Linked DNA regions of Mus musculus: region 2 is linked to region 1. A link is a contact called in public HiChIP or PLAC-seq data. All regions are on one chromosome and are shown on one strand. The core of a region is the stretch at or near the end of the contact, and the rest is flanking DNA. Distances in the headings are between cores, read along the strand shown.

Region 1 (7,295 bases), core at 2,050-4,549:
CTGCATGTGTCTGCTATGCACGTCTTCTCTCTCTCCCTCTGTCCCTCTTGTCTGTAGGCTGTCCTTAAACTTCTAATGCTCACTCCTGCTTCCACTTCTGGATATGCTATCCTTTGGTCATTCTGCTTTGAAACAAGGTCTTTCTCTGTAGCCATGACTACATGGTCCAAACTGGCCTTGAACTCTGGCAGTGCTCCTGCTGCAGCCTCCCGAGTGCTGGTGTTAGAGGTTACAGGTGTATGCAACCACACCTGGCTTGATGCTGGCTTTTTTGTTTTGTTTTGTTTTGTTTTGTTTTGTTTTGTTTTTGAGTTCCACAAGCTGTAACTCCTTTGAGGACTAGGAGCTGTCACTGGACAGTTATTACCTGTCTGAGGCCCACCCTGGCCTCCTCTAGTCTGATGAGGGACTCTACTTGTCTTGGGAAACCAGTGCTTCCCCCATTCCCACCCCCACAGCCTGTCTCCTGCGTGCAGGAGTGGAGGACCTAGGATAGCCCTGGGGCTCTTCTCTCCCATTAGCCTCTTGCTGTAGTCTAAGTACTCTGCTCTCCTGAAACAGGGTGCCTGGCTGAAGGGTGTGAGAACCCTGGTTTTTTTGTTTTGTTTTTTAAATGATTTATTTATTATATGTAAGTATACTGTTGCTGTCTTCAGACACTCCAGAAGAGGGCGTCAGGTTTCATTACCAATGGTTGTGAGCCACCATGTGGTTGCTGGGAATTGAACTCAGGACCTTCAGAAGAGCAGTCAGTGCTCTTACCTCTGAACCATCTCTCCAGTCCCGAGAACCCCGTTTTTGAGACCAACACAACTACTGCTGTGGACTTCTGACTCCTGGTCCCCTGCCCAGGGACCTCTTCTGATCCTGCAGTCATGCTTGGGTAGGGCTGGACTTTGGACCTGTGGTGCCCTGGGCATGAAGGAAGTGTCCCACAGTGTGTAGGCTGTGTGTCCAATCTTGAATGTGTCTGACTCCTCTGGGCAGTGGTTTGTGTGAGTATGGGTTTTCTCTTTTGTGCCCATATGGACCTCCAGCTGCATCATTTCATATGCACACTCCACTCCACTCCATGGCCTTATGTGTAGGCACCCTTTGTGTGTGTGTGTCGGGTGTGCATATATGCCTTGGAGGTGTACACAGTCACATTATGAGCATGTGTGGGGCTGGCCATTTGTCCCAGGGTGTGTGTTCAAGAAGAGTATACCCATATGCAACAAGGTAAGGCACACACCTTTAATCCTACCCTGCACCCAGAAGGCAGGGCAGGCACAGATCCCCTGAGTTCAAGGCCAGCCAGGTCTACTGAGCAAGTTCCAGTACAGTCAGGGCTACACAGAGGTTTCTGAACCCCTGTCCAAGAAGAAGAAAGAAGAAGAAAAAGAAGAAAGGAGAAGAAAGAAAGAAGGGGAAAGAAGAAGAACAAAGAAAGAAAGAAAGAAAGAAAGAAAGAAAGAAAGAAAGAAAGAAAGGAAGGAAGGAAGGAAGGAAGGAAGGAAGGAAGGAAGGAAGGAAGGAAAGAAAGAAAGAAAGAAGAAGAAAAAGTACCTGAAAAAAGTGTACCTGAATCCATATGCCCGCAGGTGTGTCTGAAGGCTGCCCATGTGGGAGGGAGGCAGTGTAACTCTGTGCATGCACCTATCTGGTAGGATCTAGGCTAGAGGAGCCTATGGAAACTAGAGGTGAACTGGCCCTAGGCTACCCTCTCAGCCAGGTAGGTTCCTCACTTGTATGGAGGCTCCTGATGATGGTGGGGCTCTGGCTGGAAGGCTTGACGGGGGCACGGGAGTGGGTGCGTGGAAGGGAATGGGTTAAGCGGCGGCCTCCACATCTGGGAGCCATTGACGCATTCTTGCCTGCTGAGCGCATGTTTGTGGATGGATCTGGACGGGACAGATCGGGGCGGGGCGGCAAGAGAGGGGCTGGGCGGGTGGTTCGCCCCGGCGGAAATCCAGACGGGAGCGGGAGACTGCGCTAGCCCAGCGGGGCGGCAAGGGTCTGGGGAAGCGCTGCACCGCTTTGCGGAGTTTTCCCTTGCGTCCGACCTCTGGACAGAGTGTCCCACGGACCTGAGCTGTGCTACCTACCTTCCAAGGCCGCCAGAGCAAAGCCACAGAGAGACAAGCAGATATTCTAGTTCTAGGCCCGGTTCAGACACCCATGCAACCGTGGACAAAATCCCATATGGGCCTCGGACCTCCTGTTCTTAGTCTGAAAATCCGGACATCGGATTAGACTGAGCGTCCCCAGGGTGGAGGCCTGGGTGTGTGGCACTTCCCTTGCCAGTGGGATGTCCTGTGGGGGGCAGTTGCCACTTCTCTGCCCGGGAACTCGGGTGAGGTAGGCACTGCATAGTGGACTCACCCTCCTCCAGTGCAGTGTTAGAGGTGGAAACCTTAACCTCCGGCTGGCCCGGAGGGGGCTTGTGACAGTTGGGAATTGAGGTCTGGAGATGGAGTGTGGTTCAGATCCTGTCCTCCTGGAACATGTATGAACTGCCCTCGGCCCTCAAGTGGGTCTTCTAGAATGGAGAGCGACTCCAGGCCGTCCAAAGAGCTGGCTTGGGGTGACCATATTTCTAGCTACTCGAAGGGATTCAGTTGAGCTAGAAATTTCCTCTAACCTACTCAAGCCGGAGAGGTGTTTGGGAAAGAAGGATGTTCTATGGAGAAGACGGTCTTCCCTTTGTACTTCGGCTTTACAGATGAGAAATACTAAGGTCCAGAGGAGCCAAGTGTTTTGCTCAAGGTCAGATAGCTTTCAGTTTCAGCTGGCCCCGGAGGATTGTGATTAGGAGAGACAGAGACTTGACAGCTGGGGCAGGAGTCAGTGCGTTCTCCATATTACACCACCTCCTTTCTTCCCAGGTTTGGTAGGTGTGTGTGATGTGTGTGTGTCTCTGTGAGTGTGGGCGTGTAGCGGGGTGGGGGGTGGGGAAAGGGAGTGTGTGTAGGATCCCGCACCCTGAGGTTCGTTCACCGCCGAGTCGTAATTTATTCTTTTCTCTGAACTTCACACCGCCCCCCCCCCCACACACACACACCCCGAATCTCTTTCTGGCGTGTTGAGGGAGGGATTCTCCCAGATTCCCACGGTCCGGCCACTAGCTGGAAGCGTCTCCTTTAAGACTCGCCCTTCCCTGGGTCTATTAAGGAGAGAGGGGCGGGTGTGAGCATGAGGACCCGCCCCCGGTTAGTGATTGGCCCGTGGCATGCAGGGGCGGGCCTGCGGCAGGGGGGCCTCCCTCCCACCCCAGCTCCATACCCTCCGCCCCCCCCAGTCTAGGGCTCCGGGTAAAGTTTCAGCCTCTGCACGTGACTCGCCATGGCCGCTGCCGTCGCCCCGCGCCCCTGAGCTGCGGCCCCCCGGACGGCTCCTCTCGGAGGACCCCACACCCCTGACGCCGGGCAGCGCCGCGGCGCCTGCTTGGGGCAGACCCTGTGCCCGCAGACACGCAGACGGGTTGCATCCCCTCGCTTCGAGGTAACCTCTCCCCTGGAACCCTGGGGAACCCTCGATTCTCTCACACTTCGGGGCCCGGTGGCCCACTCTGGATGGGAACTGCGGGCGGGGACTGGGTGCCCGGCAGTTTCGACGGGGACCTGGGGTTTCCTGGACTTCCCAGCCTGCCGCTGGCGTGTCCGGGGTTGGGGAGCCCCGTCTGCGCCGCGTCTTCGCGCGCACAGCCTTGAGGCTTCTGCGGCCGCCTGCCGCGCGTGTCCTCGGCGCTCCAGTCGTGGCGGATCTACTGCTGGGAACTCTCTTTTCTCTTCAAACCCAAACCAAACAAAAAGACTTCTTGAAACCTGTTTGGGGAGAGATCAGATGCCCAACGGACTAGCCCCCTCCTACTCTTTCTCCTGTTACCTGAGCCGCCCTGTGGTTTGGGGAGAATCAGCCAGGGGCCCACCCCCACCAGAGGGAACTGGCTGGGGGGGCGGGGCCCGCTCAGCTGGTGTCTCGGTTGGAGTGTGGGGGAGCCGTCAGAATTGGGTGCGGGAGCCAGAGCAGTTGGGTGAGACGCGCCTGAGTTTTGTGTTACTTGGGGCTTGTGGAAGCCTTTTGGGGTGAGGGAAGGACAGAATAGACTGGCCGACCTTGCTTCGCTGAGGATGTCTGGGATTTAGTGCCACCCACGAGGCTTGGAAGCTGCTAGCCAGATGTGTGTATGTTGAGGGGTGGTTGGCAGATCAGTTTAACTGTGTCTCCTTTTCTCTCTGGGCACTGCCCTGCTGTCTTACTGTTCGTGGGAAAGGGGGACAGATTCCCCAGTGTGCAAGGCTGGGGGTGGGGGCTAGCTCATATGGAAATAATTTAAAAAGCAACAACAACAACAACAAACTGAGTCTTGGGAAGTTTCTTGCCCTGCCCCTCCACTATTCATCCCGTCTTGGATAGGATGCCCAGCATGCTGGCATGGAAGGGATGGTACCCCTTGCTCCTTACCTGATGCCAGCTCCCGATGTTGCAGCCAGATGGCTACCTTCTACCTGTGGACCGTGTGCACATGTATGTGTGGATGTTTTCCAACAGAATTGCTACCCTTTGCTCTCAGTTCTGCCCTTGATCACCCCATCAGCCCGGGGATGGGACTCAGATTTGTCATCTTTTATCTTCACAAGGCAAAACTTGGGGCACGCGAGTGGGGGAGTGGCGGGGGAGGATATTATCCAGTAAGGACTCTGATGTCCTGTGAGGAAATTAGGGTTCAGACCCCCAAACTCCTCTTACTCCTCCAGGGCTTTGTATGGAGATGAAGCACGGAAGGCCCAGATTCGAGTGGGGGTGGCCTGGAGCCTTGGGGCTTCCCCTGGAGGGGTGGAGATGAGTAGGGGGAGGGAGCAAGAAGAGGTTCTGGAGTTATCTATGTAGCTCTTTCTCCTGAGGAATAGGGGGGGATGTGGAGTCACAGAGTTTGTGTCTCTGAAAGATGATGCACTGGGAGGGGTTGGCATATACATCACTGCTGCCTGGGAGGCTGGGCTGGGAAGCAGAGCGGTCAGTGGGGTCAGACTCAAGTAGGCCCTTGGGAGCCTACGATGGTGGGTGTGCAGGCACTTGGAGGGTGTGAACCTGTGGTGTATGCAGAAGACCCACACTGCAGGAGCTGGTCGCAGTTCAGTGAAGCCCCCCGGGCTGGGCCTTGCCTGCCACAGCTCTGACTCTCTCTCTCTCTCTCTCTCTCTCTCATCTGACCCTGAATGCACCTGCTGCCACTCTGGGATCCCTCTCTGGTTCACCTCCTCCTCTTAACCATGTGGCAGCCTGGCAGGAAGCTAGCTGTAGCTCATCCTGATCACCCCTGTGCCTCCTCCGGTGGGCACAGTCACCCACACACGCCATGACGTTGTTCCTGTCAGCCTGTCTAGTGAGGGGGTGAGGACACTTGAGTAGCCTTCAGGTCTGCTTGGGTGGGGGTGGGGGGGACACTGACACGGACGCTTCCGTTAACCGTTTGCTCTCTGAAGCTGGCTCTGCCTTCTGCGTTTTTTTCTTACCAGGTGACTCTGTTCAGGAACTGGGGTTTTAGATGGATAGTCTTCAGAGTTAGGCGTCATGCGGGCAGGGCTCGGAATAGCCTTAATGCCCCCGGGGATGCCTGAGCAGAGAGGGACCCCTTCTCAATTGGAGGGGGCCCTGGTGCGCTGAGTCCTCCCTACGGTCTGCTGGGGAGCACTGCCTAGGATGTAGGGTGATGGTGGCTGGGGAAGGCAATCCCATCCCTTTGACAAGTAAGTACAATGATTTGCTCCCAGCACCCCACCCCTGGCTGGTGGTGGTGGTTTTGAGAGTGTGGGAAGCTGTGGCAAGAGCCTCTGGCAAGATGACCGAGGTTGTCTTGACTTACCAAGTCTTGAGAAAGAAGCATAGCCACTGATACCCCCAGCTTGCAGAGGCTTTGGCTACACATCCTAGCTGACGCCTGCTGTCTTTTCCTCCTGTGTTTCCCTCCACCCGCCCTCCTGCTGCTGTCTGGAGCCCACACGCTTTCTGTGGGCTGTGGGGGCAGGGCAGGGCAGGGTCTGGATCTCCTTGTGTGTCTAAGGAGGTGTTCTGGGAATTGGCAAGATGAGTTGAGGGTGTCTGGGTGTCCCTGCAGGGTGGGAGGCGTGAGGGGGACCTGGCCCAGAGTGTGAGAATATGTCAGTGTGGGTGTGTGTGTGTCCCTAGTCTGGTTAGGGTGTGGGTGTCTCTTGCTTCGTCTGGCTCTTGTCTGGCTCTTGCCTCCCTCTCTGGTCCCCACACCCCTCCTTGGATCTCCCCCCCCTCCCCAAAGCTGGGACCGCCTGCCTTCTCTTCTCTTTGCAACTGGAACCTCCCTTGCCTGTTCCAGGAATTTAGTAAGGAGGAGGAAGAGGCAGGCAGGCAGACAGACCTCCCAGACTCTAGTGCGCCCGCCGGCCTGGCATCACAGGGAAGATGAAATAGGTGTTTGTAGGTTTTGCCTGGCTTCCCTGCTTCCTCCATCACTTAGGGGCTGCCTCCTGCAGAGGTCCTGAGACTGCTCTGAGATACCTCCTTCCATTTAGCATCTGCCCCCAAAGCCCCCTGCTGGACCTCCAGGCTCCCAGGAGCTGATGGGGGATTAGTCTGCTGCCAGCCTGGCCAGCACCTGTTGCCAACCCCAGCCTTGTAACTGGAGCTGGCCAGTGAGGGGCTGCAAAATGACAGGTGGAATTTCTGCAGCCAGCCCCCCACCTCCACTGGATATGCCTTCCTGGTTGGAACTAGGAAAGCACATCCCCCCACCTCCCCCATGTCAACCTAATTGGAGTTCTGATGCTCCTATCCTGCCTGAGGGACCCCTTTACCCTATCATAGGCTGCCGTAGAGTCAGGCAGCCCTCCTTGAAGTTCTTAGAGCTCTGCTGCCTTGACAGGGTTCTCTCTCTCTCTCTCTCTTTCTCTCTCTCTTTCTGTGTATGTGTGTGTGTGTGTACACGTACATGGGGGGCAGATGGGGTGGTTCTCTTAATGTTTTAATTGCATAAAAACTGGGAGCTCAGCTCTCGGCCGGTGGGGAGTCTGGGGCTGGCTGGCCGCCCGGTTTGAGCTAAATATAGCCTGGGACATCTGCAGAGAAGGGGAGGGAGGGGAGGGGAGGGAGGTTCCATTCCCTCTCACCTCAGCCAAGGTGCCCTCGTCTGGGCGGGCACCTTGGAGCGGGGATTCCTCAGCACAAAGGGCAGGGGAGTGGTGGGAGGGGCTGGGCATTTGGGAATTTGCCTGCTTGGAGGCCGCCAGAAAAACCAAAATGAACCGGTAGGCTCACGATAGGACCCATGTGGGGTGCGT
Region 2 (7,295 bases), core at 1,873-4,372, 250 kb after region 1:
CAGATTAATCTCTCCCAACAAATCCAGTGTTTCCAGGTTAATTTCTGACAGGCCCGCCCTCTGCCTAACACCCAGCAATGCAGAGGGAAACAGAAGTTAAGTCTATGCTTTGACTCCCAGCACCAGCCATTATGCTAAAGGCCAGAGTAGCTCTCCAATTAGATGCTTGCCAGGCTAGAAACACTCACCCACCCGCATGCCCCTTTCTATAAAACCTTACCCCAATAAATACTCGGGGCTCCTCTCCACCAAAACTATCCTGTATGTCAGGGGTGGTCTGAGCCCAAGTTGGCTCAAATAAAGGCCCTGGTGTGATTTACATAGGATTGGCTCCTGTCTGGCCTTTGGGGGTTCACTAACACTTCCTTGACATTACAGTAGAACCCGCAGCTCCTTCTCCAGGACCATGTGTACCTCTGTGCTACCATGCTCCCCACCATGATAAAAATGGGCTAAACCCCTGAAACTGTAAGCAAGACCCAATTAGATGTTTTCCTTTATAAGAGTTGCCATGGTCATGGGGAGCAAGACACAAAGGTACAATGTCCTCCAAATGTGCCGTGGACAGGTGAAATCAAAGCCTTTCCCACATCTAGTTATGTTTCAGGGCATACTCATCTCTCTCTGATTTTCTTATTACGGTACTGGGTCAGAACTCAGGGTCATGCACAAAGCACTCTATCATTAAACTACTTCTTCCATCTCTTATTATTGAAGAACACAGGTTCTTGAAAGAGAATGTATTGAGGTTTTGTCTTTTACTGTCTATGGCAATGCTAAGTCCAGGCCCCCAAGACCTGGAGTCTGCATGTAGTCCCTGGGACCCTGCCTCCAGGTTAATTCTGGTTGGCGAATAAAGATTCCGGTAGCCAATAGCTGGGCAGAAAAGGCATAGGTGAGGTTGAGATTTGGGGGGTTGCAGGCTTTGGAAGGGAGGACCAGGAGGGAGAGAAAGAGGAGGAGAAGCGACTATTAAATAGGAGAACATGGAGGAGAGGAGGAAGAAGAGCCACCATGGGCTAGCTGAGCTGTAAAAAATATGGCCATGTGGGCTGGCCAGTTGGAGCTAAGAGCAGCCTAGATGAAACTTAGTAGTATTGATAGGAAAGTAGATTCTAACAGCATGGAGGGCAAGCAAGTGCTTAGCTACAGTACTGCCTAAGGCATATTAAAAATATGAAGGCTGTGTATGCCTTTCATCTGGGAACACAAATGGTCTAAAGTGGGGAGGAAGCACTGGGCCAAGACTTTTAATATTTTCTAATACAAAAATCCTAGAAGCAGGTGGCTCAGGCTATAACCACTTGGTATCTACACCTATATCAATCCATTCACCCACCCACCCATCCATCCATCCATCCATCCATCCATCCATCTACCCATCCACTCATTTATCTATACTTCTGTCTTAGTTAGGTGAACAGACACCATGACCAAGGCAAGTCTTATAAAAAACCAACATTTAATTGGGGCTGGCTTACAGGTTTAGAGGTTCAGTCCATTACCATCAAAGTGGGAGCATTACCATCAAAGTGGGAGCATGGCAGTATCCAGGCAGGCATGGCGCAGGAGGAGCTGAGAGTTCTATGTCTTCATCCAAAGGCTGCTAGTGGAAGACTGACATCCAGGCAACTAGGGTTAGGATCTTATGCCCACACCCACAGTGACACACCCATTCCAACCAGATCCTATTCCAACAAGGCCACACCTCCAGATGGTGTCACTCCCTGGTCATCACACCATCCATCTACCTACCCATCCATCTAACTACTCATCTATCCATTCACCCATTCATCTATCCATCCATCCATCCATCCACCCACCCACCATCTACCCATTCATCCATCCATCCATCTATCCATCCATTCACCCATTCACCCATCCATCCATCTACCCACCAACCTAGCCACTCATTTACCCATCCACTCTTCCATTGGACATTTTCCTAGATTTTGTTCACAAATATATGATATATATTCATCATTGGGGACATAAGGATAGAAATTAACCAAATTTTTCTCTATCCCTGCCATGAGTCAGGTTATGAGGACATGTATAGACCACATCTTTGGGTAGAAGACAAACATGTAATGTCTCTCTGTAGTTGGAAGTAGAGATTTGGCAAAATTGCATCTCAACATCAGGGTAGCCATTCATCAGATTGTTGTAGTTCATATCCAGCAGGTGATGAGGCTCAGTGTCTCTTAAAGGTGAGCCAGGGCCACTTTTCAGCCACAACTCATGACCTTCACACAGTCCAACCCCTTGGGACATGCACCATCTTTTGAACTTTGCTAACCCTGAAGGATAAGTACACAGTATGACTGTTTTTTATGATTCTCAGTAGATGGGGGAACTCTTCCCTAAGCTTAATGATGTCATTGGTGCCAATCTTGCTGGAGTTACAGAGAACCCCTATTTTTTTCTATTGATTCTTTAGTCTGGTTTCCCTTGGACCCTGTTGCAAGGGAAGCAGGCTAGGGGCATTCCTGGGTTCTCTGTGCAATTGAAATGCCATCACAGCCACACTGAGAACCAGTGGATGGTAGGCATAGGCAGTTAGCATAACATTGGGGCCAATGCCTTCTCCAGGGCTGCTGGAAAAGGCTGTCACTCTCCCTTCCTAGAGGACATCTGCATAGGGCTGTATAGTGGAGTGTTAGACTGGCAGGCCTTTAGTGTTCTTCTAACATTGTTTCTTCTGATCCAGTGATTTTGTTTGTTTGTTTTGATTTTGTTTTTCAAGACAGGGTTTCTCTGTGCAGCCCTGACTGTCCTGGAACTCGCTCTGTAGTTCATGCTGGCTTTGAACTCAGAAATCTGCCTGCCTCTGTCTCCTGGATGCTCAGATTAAAGATTTGTGCCACCACTGCCCAGCAATCCAGTGTTTTGTTTTGTTTTGTTTTTTCTTTTTCTTTAAGGGCCATGATCATTATAGGACCATCAGAACCCAGTTTTGCGGAGTCTTTCAGAAAATCTTGGTTGAGAATGGAACTCTACCAGTGTTGTCTTAGTTCTATTATGTCAGCTGCGAATCTGAAGGATTTTCCCCTTCCTGGGCCTGAGGCAGAGAAGAGGAAGTGAGAACAAGAGGGGAGAGTTCTCTTACAGTACCTCTTACAGTACAACAACAACCAAAACCCCCTTGGGTTTGAGGAGCACTTAGGGCTTTTCTGTAGCCTGCTCCCCCATTCACAGCCTTTCTCATTTGGTCCTTAGAGCTCCCCCAGTGGAAGGTAGACTTCTGAGCTGCCCCAATTTTATTCTTTTTGTTTCTGACAGGGGGGATAGTCCTAGGAGAGGGTTCAGGTCTGGCCATTTGGGAAGGAGGGAATGATGCAGTCTGGGGAGATGCTGGAGTTTCTGAGATTCCTTGCAGGACCATAAACAAGAGGTAGCATTCTCAGGGCACTCAGATTGGGCCCCGATAATTAAGGAGGAAGAAAAGCCACCAGAACAGGTTCTCAACTGCATAGGGACCCAAGGCCAACTTAATGCAAACAAGAGCCGGCCTTATACCACAGCTCCGTCACCTCCTGCATGGCACTTCACAGAAAGCCTGAGAGCATTTGCGTAAGGCCACAAACACCTGGATGCTTCTTGTCCATTCAGTCCCCTAGGACATCAAGAAAGTCACTGTCTCAAATTCTCCACTCAACCCCCATCTCAGTGCTCAAGGCTTCTCCCCAGGGAAGGCAGCCCTTGACAGAGAAGGACAGGTTAACCTAAAGGAAAGAGACTAGCGGTGGAACACAGAACATGTAATAGCTTCATCTACTTGGAAACAAGGCTCTGGGGTCAGAGGTTATCATCTTCAAAGGTCACCATTCCCCTCCACTCCCCCATCATTCACCCCACTGTGTACCAACAGAGACAGAAGTCGCCGGCACAAACCTGTGTAGAATCTTTCCGGTCTCACCCTAAAAACTAACCCTCCTCCCAACCCTGCAGGCTTGGTTGATTTCTATAATGTCATAGCCCATTTACAAAGCGTTCTGTGTGCTCCCCAGGCCAACAAACTGGTCTATCATTCCCAAGGGCCTTGGTTAAGGGTCCCCTGAGTCTAAAATCCTGGCCCCGTGAGACTTTATCTCTCCAGACCCTCAGGTGGAGTTCGCCTCCCTACCTCTTCTTTTACCCCCGTGTCTTCCCGAGCACAGAAGAGCAGACAGGCTGTCAGGCAGGATTTGCCTTCCGTTGTATGCAAGTCAGGATTTGCTATCAGTGTTGCAGAGCCAGGGAAAGGGGAAAGCTCTGAGCAGCAGGAGCCTTGGGCCCAGCTCCGAGGAGAATCGTGAAGACCGAAGAAAGAAATGAGAAACCTTGGGTGGCTCTCACCTGTGTGGTCCTGTGAGGCAGAGAAGGCAGGAGGAGGATGACTGTCCCTCGGAGGGATGGCTGGCGGAGAGTTCTTAGAACTGGGCCCTTCTCTCTTAGAAAACAGAGAGAAGGAGATGGGACAGGGCTAAGCTGGAACAAGAGGGGAGAAGTGGAGGGGAGGAGACTGGGAAGAGCTCTGGTTCTCAGCCCAGACTGAATCCCACCCTTGGAGCAGTCATCCTGCCCAGGGGTCCAGGGCTTGTCTTTGAGCGTGAGTGGGAAGGGACCCTGGGCAGTATGCTTTTCTTTAGCCCCGAAAGAATGACAAATGGCCCCTGCACTTGATCTTTGTCCAGCAGAACGTCTGGCACCTCTTCTAACCACTGTGACCTCCTGCTCCTCTTCCAGTCCTGAGACTCCAAACCCTAACCAAGCCCAAGCCCAAGCCCAAAGGAAGTAAGAGAAAGCCACCATGATGTGTCCTTCCCAGCCAGTCTCATCTACAATCCATGTCACATACCCTTATTCTCAATACAACTAGGCCACAGAACAGTCTTTCCCAAACACTGACACTGGAATGTATAAAAACACACTTTTATATGATTTATCCCTACCCCCCACTCCACCCAGGCCTCCGGGCTTTCAAAGTTGTTCTGACTCCGAATCAATCTTTTCCAGTGCAAAGCAGAGGGCACTGGACTGGGAGAGGCTACCCTGGGAGCTGGCCCTGGTGCTCCAGTGTGCAACTCGGAGGTCCTGTAGCCACCTGGGTCCTGTCCTATGCTCAAATTGCTCTTCCACTTGACAAAGCACGGGGACCATATCACACTGGACCTCATCTGAGCCAAGTAAGGCTCTTGGCAGATACTGAATAATGTTGAATGAGTGAAAGACCAATGATTAACGGCCCAAAGGAAACTTAAAGTTACCAGCCTCTCTGCCCAGCCTGGGCTGCCACGGCTGACACAGCGTTCTGTCCCACTGACTGAGTCAGAAAGTTCCCATTTTCATTCTCTGTTCTCATTTCAACCGTAAAGATGAAGGTAGGGTCGCACGGGTCCCTGTCCGATCCCTGTATATAGCTTAGGTTCAGCTTTATTTAGCGAGATGACCAACTTGTTTCAGTTAGCCCAGGGACTTTCCCACAGTTGTGGTAAAATGCCCTTCCTCAATCTCAAACTGAGCGGAGTCAGATTTTGTCCGAGGTCCCTGCGGCCAGTTCTTGCCAAGCTCCTGTAGAGGGCGCTAGAGGCCAAGCAGAAGAGGCGGCTCCTAACCTGCCACTTCAGGTGGTTTGTAACAGCGCATCACAGGCGCTATCAGCCCTGGGATTATTGCTTCTCCCCTTAACCTTCCCATCAGGAAGTGCTGTCAGAGAAAGGATGCTTGGGTGAGATGCAGTCCCTATGCTTGTAAACTTCTCTGGTCCCGCTCCCCCTTGGCTCTTCTCTTCCTTCTTTTTTTGAGACTGGGTCTCACAGTGTGGCCCATGCTGGCCTGAAACTCATGTAGCCCGCCAGACTGGCTTCAAATTCACAGCAATCTTCCAACGTCAACTTCCAAGTGCTGAAGTCGTTCAGTGTGAGCCTCCAGGCCAGGCTTACTCTCCTTTCTTGATCCTAGTGCAGTAAAATGCTTGTAAATAAGTTGGCTTGTTGCAGGCTACCAGACTTCCAAACGGTCCTGTGCTAACTATCCGGCATTTCAGCTGCACTGACCTAGAACAACTCAGACCAGGAGTGGAAAAGTTGATTTTGTAAGCAAGGGACTCTCCCTCACCCAACTTTAACCCTTTTGAGTTCTTGCCTGGATTTCTGTAACAAAAGACAGATTAACAAGAAAAAAAAATCATGCAAAAAATGTAAACGTTTTATGGAACAGTAGAACCTTATAGAGAATGAAGACTGTATGCAAGGGGGGTGCAGTAAAGAAACTGCTCGCGTGGGCCACTCCATTAAATGTTTTGGTTGTGAATAAGGGAGGGAAATTATCCAGAGGCATCTGGAATTGTCCAGAGAAGAGAGAAAGAGAAACGGTTTGGATATGGCCAGGGCTCGAGAGCAGAGGATGAGGAATAGAGAGATGGAGGAGCAGGAGAGGGAGGTTGGGGACAACATTGCCATTATGCCATTACGTGGAGAGTGAGTGGGTATCTGGGAGATAGGAAGCCTGGGGAGGTGAGGAGAGACAGTAAGCCATTAGGAAGGCTTTGAGGTGTCTAACAAGTACTAGTGAGTAGTAGAGACTGAGGGAGCCTGGAGGCAGGATGGGCTTTGATGTGCTGATAAGTGCTATAGGTGTTCTTATCAATGGAGAGTCATTTCCCTTCTGCTGGAGGCAAGGCAATGATTGAGGACTGCTGGCCTCTACCAACCTGCCAGAAATCCTTCTGTTGTCCGGCTTGAGCTTCTTTCTTGACACCCGGGATGAGAGACCTAACAAAGACCCTAGGAAACAGGTGTGCAGGTGTGTGTGTGTGTGTGTGTGTGTGTGTGTGTGATAGGTTAGTGGCAGTGCAAAGTCTTCCACACCCCACAGGACAGGGTGAGGGTGGGTACTGGGGGAAACTGAGGGCAGGAGAAGCAAAGCTGGTATATTGGGGAGGCGGCAGGCTAGTTTAACCCATTCCCCATGTCTCTCTTGGGAACAAGGATGGTCTCTTCCAAAGTCATAGGGAGGACTCCTCTCGGTGCTGTCTTGAGACTTAGTTCAAGAGGAATGCAGAGAGACCATTTTTCAAATTTGATCTACTAAAATATTCAGTATTTGGGGGACATCACGTTTTTAATTTTTTTTTAAAACCTCTTGTGGAGCACCGCCAACTCCACCTGCATGTGGTAACACTGACCACTTGGTGAAACTGCCTATGCCTTGCCTGTTGCCAGGGTTCTGCCCAAGCTACGGACACTGTTGGGCTGACTGCCATATTCTAAGTCAAAGTGGGGTCAATCTTCCTAAGTTCCTTCTCCACAGGA

The links. HiChIP or PLAC-seq counts read pairs in DNA pulled down with a chosen protein or histone mark.
Region 2: an H3K27ac HiChIP or PLAC-seq map of thymic regulatory T cells shows a contact between it and region 1, with 3 times the contacts expected there. The contact joins the enhancer-like site here to the promoter of Rara in region 1. A contact is called at or near these places in 3 of 115 datasets of contacts at active chromatin or transcription factors (bone marrow-derived dendritic cells, large pre-B cells and thymic regulatory T cells) and 2 of 9 other capture datasets (embryonic stem cells and liver).

Annotation. Positions count from the first base shown.
Region 1 is chr11:98,934,397-98,941,691 of GRCm38.p6, forward strand. It overlaps Rara (retinoic acid receptor, alpha), which reads left to right and starts at 3,300. Exons shown (of 9, transcript NM_009024.2): 1 at 3,300-3,483. It overlaps Gm46294, which reads right to left. Exons shown (of 3, transcript XR_003949771.1): 2 at 3,528-3,806; 3 at 2,867-3,145.
Region 2 is chr11:99,183,914-99,191,208 of GRCm38.p6, forward strand. No RefSeq gene overlaps it. Among named protein-coding and RNA genes, the nearest start is that of Gm32249, 19 kb to the left of the region's middle. Within about 2 kb of position 3,123, at least 35 of the 459 cell types and tissues checked have an H3K27ac peak or open chromatin away from gene starts, as enhancers often do. A contact at or near this core is called in bone marrow-derived dendritic cells and thymic regulatory T cells, where this site is marked.